Linked DNA regions of Danio rerio: region 2 is linked to region 1. Evidence: chromatin contacts called from public Hi-C data. All regions are on one chromosome and are shown on one strand. The core of a region is the stretch at or near the end of the contact, and the rest is flanking DNA. Distances in the headings are between cores, read along the strand shown. Region 1 holds the start of mtfr1 (mitochondrial fission regulator 1). Region 2 holds the start of pcyt1ba (phosphate cytidylyltransferase 1B, choline a).

What was found. A called contact is a pair of places that touch in the nucleus more often than the background predicts.
Region 2: a Hi-C map of hematopoietic stem cells shows a contact between it and region 1, with 3 times the contacts expected there. The contact joins the promoter of pcyt1ba here to the promoter of mtfr1 in region 1. A contact is called at or near these places in 4 of 18 Hi-C or Micro-C datasets (caudal fin, embryo, hematopoietic stem cells and 1 more) and 1 of 4 datasets of contacts at active chromatin or transcription factors (caudal fin).

The regions. Positions count from the first base shown.
Region 1 is chr24:28,689,046-28,694,087 of GRCz12tu, forward strand. It overlaps mtfr1 (mitochondrial fission regulator 1), which reads left to right and starts at 2,611. Exons shown (of 8, transcript NM_001008578.1): 1 at 2,611-2,690; 2 at 3,117-3,218; 3 at 3,296-3,397; 4 at 4,310-4,428; 5 at 4,507-4,733. The coding sequence starts at 3,183.
Region 2 is chr24:28,881,275-28,886,316 of GRCz12tu, forward strand. pcyt1ba (phosphate cytidylyltransferase 1B, choline a) reads left to right here and starts at 3,039. Exons shown (of 8, transcript NM_001082946.1): 1 at 3,039-3,181. The coding sequence starts at 3,143.

The DNA.
Region 1 (5,042 bases), core at 1,361-3,860:
TAAAGGATACATTATTTTTCATTATAAAGCTAAAAAAAAGAATAGCATGGGTATATATATATATATATATATATATATATATATATATATATATATATATATATATATATATATATATATATATATATATATAATAAAAAGTATAATACATTTGTATTATTTAATATGACAAATTAACGATACACAATATGTGAAAAATACAGTACTACACAATGCTACAATGCGTAAAACTATTGTACTGTTAGATGCATATAGATGAATGAATATAGAAGAATATCATTTTAGTACTATTTTAATTAAATAAATATGTGTATTTGCAGTAGATTCAATACATTAAAAATAAGTATATATGCTTGTCATTTCATTCATTTCTTCATTTATTTTCTTTTAGACTTATTTACATATTAAGTCGTAGTATTAGTCGTAATATTAGTTGTATAATATTTTATTAGTCGTATTAGTATTAGTTAGTAATATTAGTTCATATTCTTCTCGACAATAGATACAATGCATTAAAATAATAAATATATATGCCTGTCATTTCATTAATTTCTTAATTCATTTTCTTTTCAGCTTAGTCTCTTTATTAATCTGGGGTCGCCACAGCAGAATGAACCACCAACTTCCAGCATATGTTTTTAGACGCCCATCCAGCCGCAACCCATCACTAGGAAACATCCACACCTACTCATTCACACACACTACGGACAATTTTAGCATACCCAATTCACCTGTACCACGTCTTTGAACTTGTGGGGGAAACCCACGCAAACACAGGGAGAACATGCAAACTCCACACAGAAATGCCAACTGACTCAGCCGAGACTCGAACCAGCTACCTTCTTGCTGTGAGGGGAACATGCTACCCACTGCACCACCGCGACAACTGCCTGTCATTTCATTTTGTCATTAAATTTAATGACATAACATTTTGTTTATTCATTCATTCATTCATTTTCTTGTTGGCTAGTCCCTTTATTAATCCGGGGTCGCCACAGCGAAATGAACCGCCAACTTATCCAGCACGTTTTTACGTAGCGGATGCCCTTCCAGCCACAACCCATCTCTGGGAAACATCCACACATACACATACACGCACATACACTACGGACAATTTAGCCTACCCAATTCACCTGTACCGCATGTCTTTGGACTGTGGGGGAAACCGAAGCACCCGGAGGAAACCCACGCGAACGTAGGGAGAACATGTAAACTCCACACAAAAACACCAACTGAGCCGAGGTTCAAACCAGTGACCCAGTGGCCTTCTTGCTGTGAGGCGACAGCACTACCTACTGCACTACTGCTTCGCCCAACATTTTGTTTAGTTATCTAATTCTGGTTAATCAAGTTTTAGCAAATTACAACTAATAGTTTTCTAAATAAATGCCTGCTTTTATTTGTATTATATAAAATAAATAAATGTTACAAATGAACAAATCTTTAACAAATCTTAAAGTTTCTTTTTATGGTTATTGTGCTCTCAGGTGTACTAGTTTATTTATTATAATTTATATAATATTACACTTATTTAATTTCAGATTTGGTGTGTGTGTGTGTGTGTGTGTGTGTGTGTGTGTGTGTGTGTGTGTGTGTGTGTGTGTGTGTGTGTGTGTATTTATCTGCATATAGTCTTATTTAATGCATTTTACGTGTCATTTCCATTTAATATTTTTTGTATTGTAGGAGTAACAAATCAAAAGCATCTGACAAGAAAGCAAGTGGGCGACGCAGTGGCACAGTAGGTAGTGCTGTCGCCTCACAGCAAGAAGCTTGCTGGTTCGAGTCTCGGCTGGGTCAGTTGACGTTTCTGTGTGGAGTTTGTATGTTCTCCCCGCGTTCTCGTGGGTTTCCTCCGGGTGCTCTGGTTTCCTTCACAGTCCAAAGACAGGTGCATTGGGTAGGCTAAATTGTCTGTACTGTATGAGTGTGAATGAGTGTCTAATGTTTCCCAGAGATGAATAAATGATACATATGCTGTGGCCACCACGGATTAATAAAGGGACTAAGCCATAAAGAAAATAAATGAATAAATGAATGAAGCAAACAAGTAAAAAAAAAAAAATACTATATATGTGTGTGTTTATTGGACATTAGTAAAACGCATTTGCTTTATATTATAAAACGAAGGCAATTTAAGTAGACAGAACAAAAAGGCAGGTGTTTTCTCTTTAAACTGAAGACAAACAATTATAAAAATTCCAGTTATTGAGCGAAACGACGCTGACATCTGAACAAACAGGCGAAAAACATTCTCCCAGATAAACCACTTATATTCACACAATTCATACACAACAACAAACGATACATCATCACATCAATAAAGTACATGTGTGATACTTTTTAAAACATAATATTTTATAAAGTTATTCAAAGACAAATCCACACATGAATGAATTCAGTCAGTTACATCTACGCATGCCTAGTATATGTGAGTCATACTATGCTCTGATTGGCCAGCTGAGTTGCCTATCCACCATACTTAACCAGTGATTTTCTCGATAATTCTAGGACCCACCCATTTATAGAAAACCCTCAGATTTCATTGGCCAATTCTAAAAATCCAGCCCTCTTTTCCAAGCGACTGCTCCCGAACTGTGGAAAAACACACGGAATACCGCTGGTCTGGATGGCATTAGCATAGCACAGCAAGGACTAATAGAAACTTGTGTTACGCTACAGTTTACACGGTAAGACATTGATTTGCCCTATTATATTATAACCAACCAAAAGGGCATTTATTGCAACACTGAAACGATGACGCCTAGGCCTTATGCATTGTAAATTAAGTTTGTAGAAAGTTAGTCGTTCTTTGTTTGTCTGACATTCATGTTCTTCAGTGAGAAACAACTAGAAAAATGTGTAGTACCTCAGTGTTTTCTGGCAGATTTCAGTGTCAACAATATCACTATAAACAATGGATGTTTGTCACAAAGTTACTGTTTAGGAAACTGGGAATGGAGTTATGTGAAAAAATGTGAGATTGACTAATAATCATACGATTTTATGTTAAAAACCACTTTACATGATAGTATTAGTTAAAAATAAAATGTGAAGTTATATAATATCATCAAGATTGGGTTCTAACACAGTTATTTATTTATTTATTTTTTTAGGTTTTGATCTGAAGATGATTATTTATGACAAGCCATATCTATGACTGAAGATACTTCAATCTCAGGATGAGCAGAAACCATAGACGGATTGAAATGGACCTGGTAAATTCATACACATACTTATTTCAGAATATTCAATTCTTTGATGAAATGTATGATCATATTTGTGTCACTCTTAGGCTGTAGGTTCACCATCAAAGGATTATGGGTCATCCAGAAGTATTGTCAGAAGAATTGCCACAAATCTTCCACTGGCGCCTTGTCCTCGTGTACATTTTCAGGTAATAGAAGCTAAATTATTTTATGATTTAAATATATAGATTACAACAGGCTATTAAACCATGTTTGTGCTCTAAACACTCATATATTTGTAATTATTTTGATAGCCTTAGGTGGTCTGTTCATTTTATTCCATTATTATAACCATATTCATTGCAATTTTATTTGTACCTAAAAACTTTTAACACCTTCCATCTCTCAAGGGGTAGTTCACCCAAAACCAAAATATTGTTCAAAGTGGCGTCTCGCAATTTAGTTCTTAAAGTGTTTCGGTGCCTTCATACCTTCCATTAACTTTCATTTCCAGTTCCACATATCCTCATTTCTGTCCTCTTCTATTTTGATTACATTAGTGTGCTGACCATAAACACTCATGAATCACGGGATGGGTTTCAGCTCATATCTAATCCAACCTTTTCCTTCAGTCTAACCTTTACAATGAAAGTATGATGTCTTTAAATCCACCTTGAAACTTTTATTTCTGTCTGTTTTCTCTTCTCTGCCCTTCCTTCCAGCTGTCCTGTATGTCAGGAATGCAGCATGTCTGCTTTAGGTCAGTTCTCCCGTTCATTTTTGAAAAATGTAGGCCAAAACTGCTTTAAAATAAAAGCTTACAGTCATTATTTTTAATAAATAAAGCTTGCCATTAATTATGTACAATTTATAAAGAGCTGATTGACATTGTAATGTTCTAAATGTTCATGTCATTAAACACTAGATGAACATTTAAACTGGTTTTCCTGGTGATATTTACGTTACAGTGGCTGTGAAAACATATGCTGCTTGCTCTGTTGTTGTAGTTGTTTAAATGCTTCCAGTGTTTGCGTGTGTGTTTGTCTTTAGACTTGTAAAGTGCCCTAAAGGCAGGTGTTGTAATTATTAACTGTCCTTTTAACTGTCTTCGGGTCGCGTAGCTTCATCCGTTCGCTTCAGGAGCGAGTTTCCTCAACAGCCCAAATGGGCCAAACGTGGCCACGCTCGCTGACGTTGCCTGGATCGACAGAGAAGAGAGCGATGGTCCTGGGAGAATCAGGTGAAAAACATTTCAAAGTTCTAAAACATAAATGTGGATGTGAAGTTGGTATCATGTTTGTATCTGTATGTTTTACAGGTGTGAGGCAGATTCAGGTTTGGTTTTTCGCACCCAGGAACGGCGGCCCCTGAGACGTCAGCGGTCATTACCCAGTCTTCACCAGGTTGAACCTGCGCAACAGAGCCAGACTGTTATCAATGATGAAGCTATTCAGAAGATCAGCGTTCTGGAGACGGAGCTGGCCAAACTAAGAGCGCAAATCGCACAGATTGTCCAGGCACAGGAGCAAAGTGCTCAGTCCACAGGTTAGCTGCCGTGTTACTTTACTATTGTTAATAAACTATTACAGCATTGATACATTTTTTATTTCTAGTTTTAGTGCTTTTAAAATTATTTCGATAATGATTTTCTAAAATTAACCGTTGTTTCTTTTGCTCTGTATATATGATACGTTAACGCTTAAGAAAACATACACTTCATAAAACATGGACTCATAGACATCGACTATATACTATATAACTGCAGGTTAACTATGTTTAAATATATATATATATATATATATATATATATATATATATATATATATATATATATATATATAAATAAACTGATAA
Region 2 (5,042 bases), core at 1,789-4,288, 190 kb after region 1:
TCTTTGTAAATGATCTTTCCGTTTATTTTCTTTTTGATTATGACACAGACCGATAACCTTTTCGAGCTTGAGCACAGCTGCTTCACGAGCAGTCGGAGGAGAATCTATTAGCCACGGACACATCGATGGAAATCTGCCGTCTGAGTCTCGGGGGGGAAACGGCAGTCAAAAGTACATAGCCTGGGTCTGAGAGGAAAATGAGACTGAATCTTCATGCTGATGAGGAGGAAACTCATGAGAGGAAATCACATCTCTCTGGCCAGCTCTCCTGGACCACACCGTGCCTCTCTGAGGGTGAGAGGTGATTCTTCAAAGCTCTCCAAGCTCTTCTGCTCAGTCCGGTCACCGAAATAATTACCTGTGCTGAATGAAAGAAACCCACTGGCACTCCATAGAGATGCACATCGGCAGTCAAAGAAGCCTACATGACTGTGCTGAATGGCGCTAGTGTTATTCCCTTAATTTAGTTTGTTATGAAAGAGGATCATTAAAGGACACTGAAACATAAATCCAAATTTACAGGTTTGTTGTTTAATAGGCAAGGGGTTGACAGCATTGCATGAAAGTTTTGTGGGAAAATATTAACATATTGCATGAGATGCTTCTAGATTTGTTATGTAAATTCCAGGTCTTGATTTCTCCGTTAGGATTTTAACTTTTTATATTAATAAATAAACACTTTATCCACGTAAAAGCACTACCTAAAACTGAAACAATGGTGCCACCAAGTGGAGAACAACTGAAGTGTTCTTAAAACGTTTGCTGGACTGAAGTAAATCATGTGGAGGCTTTAATCTGCATACTAAAGATGCATAAAGCTGCAGAGTATTTAAAATACTGATATTGTGATATTCTATCTATTTGTGATCGATTTGTGATATTTAATATAGGGTTAGGGTTTCACCAAATCGTTATATATATCATTAATAAAAAATGTGTCTATAAAAAATTCACACGTCCTAATTACGTGTCTTAGGTCCGTATGAGTGTCTTAAATTGTAAGATGTTTAAATTTGCCATACTGTCAAACTTTTCAGAATAAAATCCATTTTAAACTACAGAATTAACCATTACAAAACTTTCATTTTTTTCTGAGTTTTCAAACAGACTGCGAATGATCATATGATATGTAATTATTTTTATATATTTTTTATAAATAATAAATATGCAAGTATTTTTAGCTTTAGCACTCAGTGTTAATGTTATTGCTTTTATTACTATTATTATTACCATTATTAATATTAATATTAATAATATTAATAATAATAATTAATATTAGAGTGATTTCTGAAGGATCATGACTCTGAGAACGGGATTAATGAAGCTGAAAATTCATCTTCAAAACCACTGGAATAAATTCTTAAATAAAATTATAAGCCACTTTTAAACATTTACTCTATACTGCAAAACCGTTTCACAATATTTACTGTATTTTTGCTGAAATAAATGCAGCCTTGGTGAGCAGGATAAGCTTATTTTAAAACATTTAAAAATCATATTGACTCCAAACTTTTGACTGGTAGTGTATATTGAACTCTTAAATGCTCAATGTAAATACATGATTTCTAAAAAAAATTAATAGTTTGCTAATAAACTCTTCAGACACACGTGTCTTAAATTTTAAGATGTTAAATCATCTTACACACATATCAAATTGTAAGATGTATCAATCTGCCATACTGAACTTTCCAGAATAAAATAGATTTAAAACCACAGATTTAACTATTACAAAACTTTGATTTATTGTTTATTTATTTATAACTTTTATTTCAAACATTGACTGCAAAAGATCACATCATAGATAATTTTATATGCATTTTTTTAGGAATAATAAATATGCAAGTATTTCTTTAGATTTGGCACTCAGCGTTAACACACAGACGTTTGTGTGTGTGTGTGTGTGTGTGTGTGTGTGTGTGTGTGTGTGTGTGTGTGTGTGTGTGTGTTTTAATGCTTTGAACTGGATTTAAAACCCCTATAATCTATCCATTATGATTACAAATGGCATCACTATTCACGATATTTGCAGCCTGACCAACTAAAATACAAATAAGTTTGTAAATGAACTCTACAACGCTCTTTTTGTTTAAAGAAGTTAAATCAAAGAACTAAAACTAACTCCATCTCTATCCGCCGATGTAAAACCACTTTTTTCTATTTTTTTTTTATAATGCATTAGTAATTTACAAATACAACAAAAACAGGCAACAAACAAAAAGTCCAAAGATAACCGAAACAAAACAGAAAAAAAACAAATGGAAGACATTTACAAGACGCGAAAAACAGATTCATAATAGCTTACAATAGACAGAACTTTTACATTTTTTTACAGCTTTGAGATACTTTATTAACACAGTAATAAAGTCTACATTTGTGAATAAACCATTTCAAAATAATAAAATTAATAAAATTGTACATTTTTATCAACATTTTCAAAACAACAATTTTTTTTTGCATTCAATGTTATGAACATATTATTTTTAACATAATCCGAAAAATTATTTGCAAAATAGTTGCGCACTATGACAATCAACAAATATAAGTGACAAAAGGATTCCTCATTGCTTTCTCAATATCTGAAAATTTGGAAACACGTTGGTTGGGTATAGTTTATGTAAAATCTTTACATTTTTGAATTTCTCTTACTTTATATGAAAATTTTTCAATATCATATTTGTATGGTAGCAGCCTGCCATAATAAAAAATTCCAATAAAATATCCCTCTTGGAATAACTTGTTAAAATCAACCTCTTTGATGCAGCACAATGATGAAGGAAGAATCACAGAAGCTGCACAATGATGGCGCTACAGCCTGCTAAGCCAATCACAAGCGCGTATGCTAGTTAGACAGTAGGACACGCCTGCTAACTGGTCCTCCTCAGACTTGCCACCGCCCTCGCCAACAGACTCTTCCATCGTTGAGCGCTCCAGTGTGAGTGGAGCGCGCCGCTTCCTATTGGTCAGCACAGGCGAGAAGGGGCGGGTTTAAGATGCTGAGAGAAGCAAAAGTGGGCGGTGACTTAGACAGTCTGGCTGGAGTAGAGCATCCTTAACCGAGGCTCTGCTAGCGGCTCCAAACTGATGCTGAGTCAGGTACAGGTGGAGTCACACAACCTATTTTACCTCAGAACCTCCAGAAATCATGGAGGAGCTGGAACATACCTGTCCGCTGCCACGAACGGTGAGAAATACGAGTCGGTGAGGGTGTATGTGAAACGAGAAAACGGTCGGCTCACTTTCTCTTTGTTTTGACATGTTGTTTTGGTCTTTTTGTGCGCTGTCATGGTGACGTCGAGCTTGCGAAACTGCATTTTAAAGCGCTTGATGCAGCTTTGAGCTCTTTTAATCCTCTGGCAGATGTTGGTTTTAAATGGGAGAGTCAATGTTAATGTCTGAGTCTGCGTTTATCTGCCCTTCTGTGATGTTGCTCCTCCTTCTCACCTTGTGTTGAATTCTGGGAAAGGTCCACAGCATCCTTCTTTTTTCCTATGGGAGTGAATTATGCATCAATTCACTGTGGAGATATATTTGTTTTTGCTCCAATGAGTAATTAGAAGTTACACCTACACTGCATGTTTATTTTAGATATGAATGCACCAGAATGTAGGTTTTTCATGTTGGCTGACAATAAGAAGCTCTTAGTGGTTATTCCCTGAACAGATTGATGGGGAGTATTGTTCTTAAAAGCACTGGAAGGCTAAAATCTAAATGAATTTTTCATATTTTTGAAATGTGTTTCATAGGGCTGGGCGATTTGGCCTAAAATCAAAATCCAGATCAATTATATATTTAAACTCTATTACGATTGCCTTCATAGTTCACTGACAAGTTTTGTACAGTAAATAAGCATTGCTTTCATATGTATTAAGTCAGAGATTTTTTAAATGAAGTGTGCATGACTTAATAACTAAAGGATTCACACAATATCTTCTATATATGCTTATTTAGTGAACATCAACATTGAGCAATTGAAATTAAAACACAAATGACCTAAAACCAGCGGTCATTTTTTTCCAAAAAAAAAAATTAATATAATAACTGCTACTTTTGAAAACAAAAGAAATAATTATTTAAATGATTTTCATGTTAAAAGTAGAAAATAAGCAGTATCTTTTCTAAATAAAAGAGCTCTTGCATATCTTGTAAATAATATTTTGAACAGTGCATTTATTGCATCTTCTGTACACAAATATTTTAATGTAAATAATAACATTAATGTAATAGAAATTATTCTGTCTCAAGGCATCTCTGGAGCATCAAGGCTCAAGAATGGCTCCACTTGACTAGAGATCAGATGTAGCTGCAAAGCCTTTAGCAGGGTCACATGATACAATGCGGTAGGGAAAGTAATCGAAAAAAGCGACCTGGAAAAATTTGATTGATTATACAGTAGGTTCTGAATGTCGATTTCGATTACTTTTCGAATGATTGCCCAGTCCTAGTGTTTCAGCAGAACGCATTTTAACCACACCAGATGGTTCCAAACACATGCATATGTAAACAGACTGGGTTTATTTGACATACTAGGAGGTTATGACAATATATCTGAGAGTAATTGTCTAAAGGTTTTCATTCAAAACTTCATTAGGACTTTTTAAAAAGCATCACTGGTTTTGGATTCAAAACAGTTAAAATAATAAGAACATTTTAAAGTGAGAATGAAGTAAATGTTAACAGTTTTATTAGTTTTCTGCTGCCTTTTTCAATTTTTTTATTTTGTTAATGAATAATAATAATAATAAAAAGATAATACATTACCTAAATTATCAAGAACATGTATTGTTAACAGTAAGTGATCTCAGAAGGTGGGCAAAGCTCAATAAAAAGTAAACATTAAATACACTTTTATATAATAATCAAAAAATGATTAATTCAATTTTAGATTTATCATTTTTTCGTAATTATGAGTACATTAAATATGTTTGCTATTTCTTTTAAGTAAACGAGAACAAAATAAAAATCACATTTTGTATTTTTATTTGACAATTTTTTCATTTTTGCTGTTTCATAACATATTTTATTCTTTTAAGCTTTAGATTTTT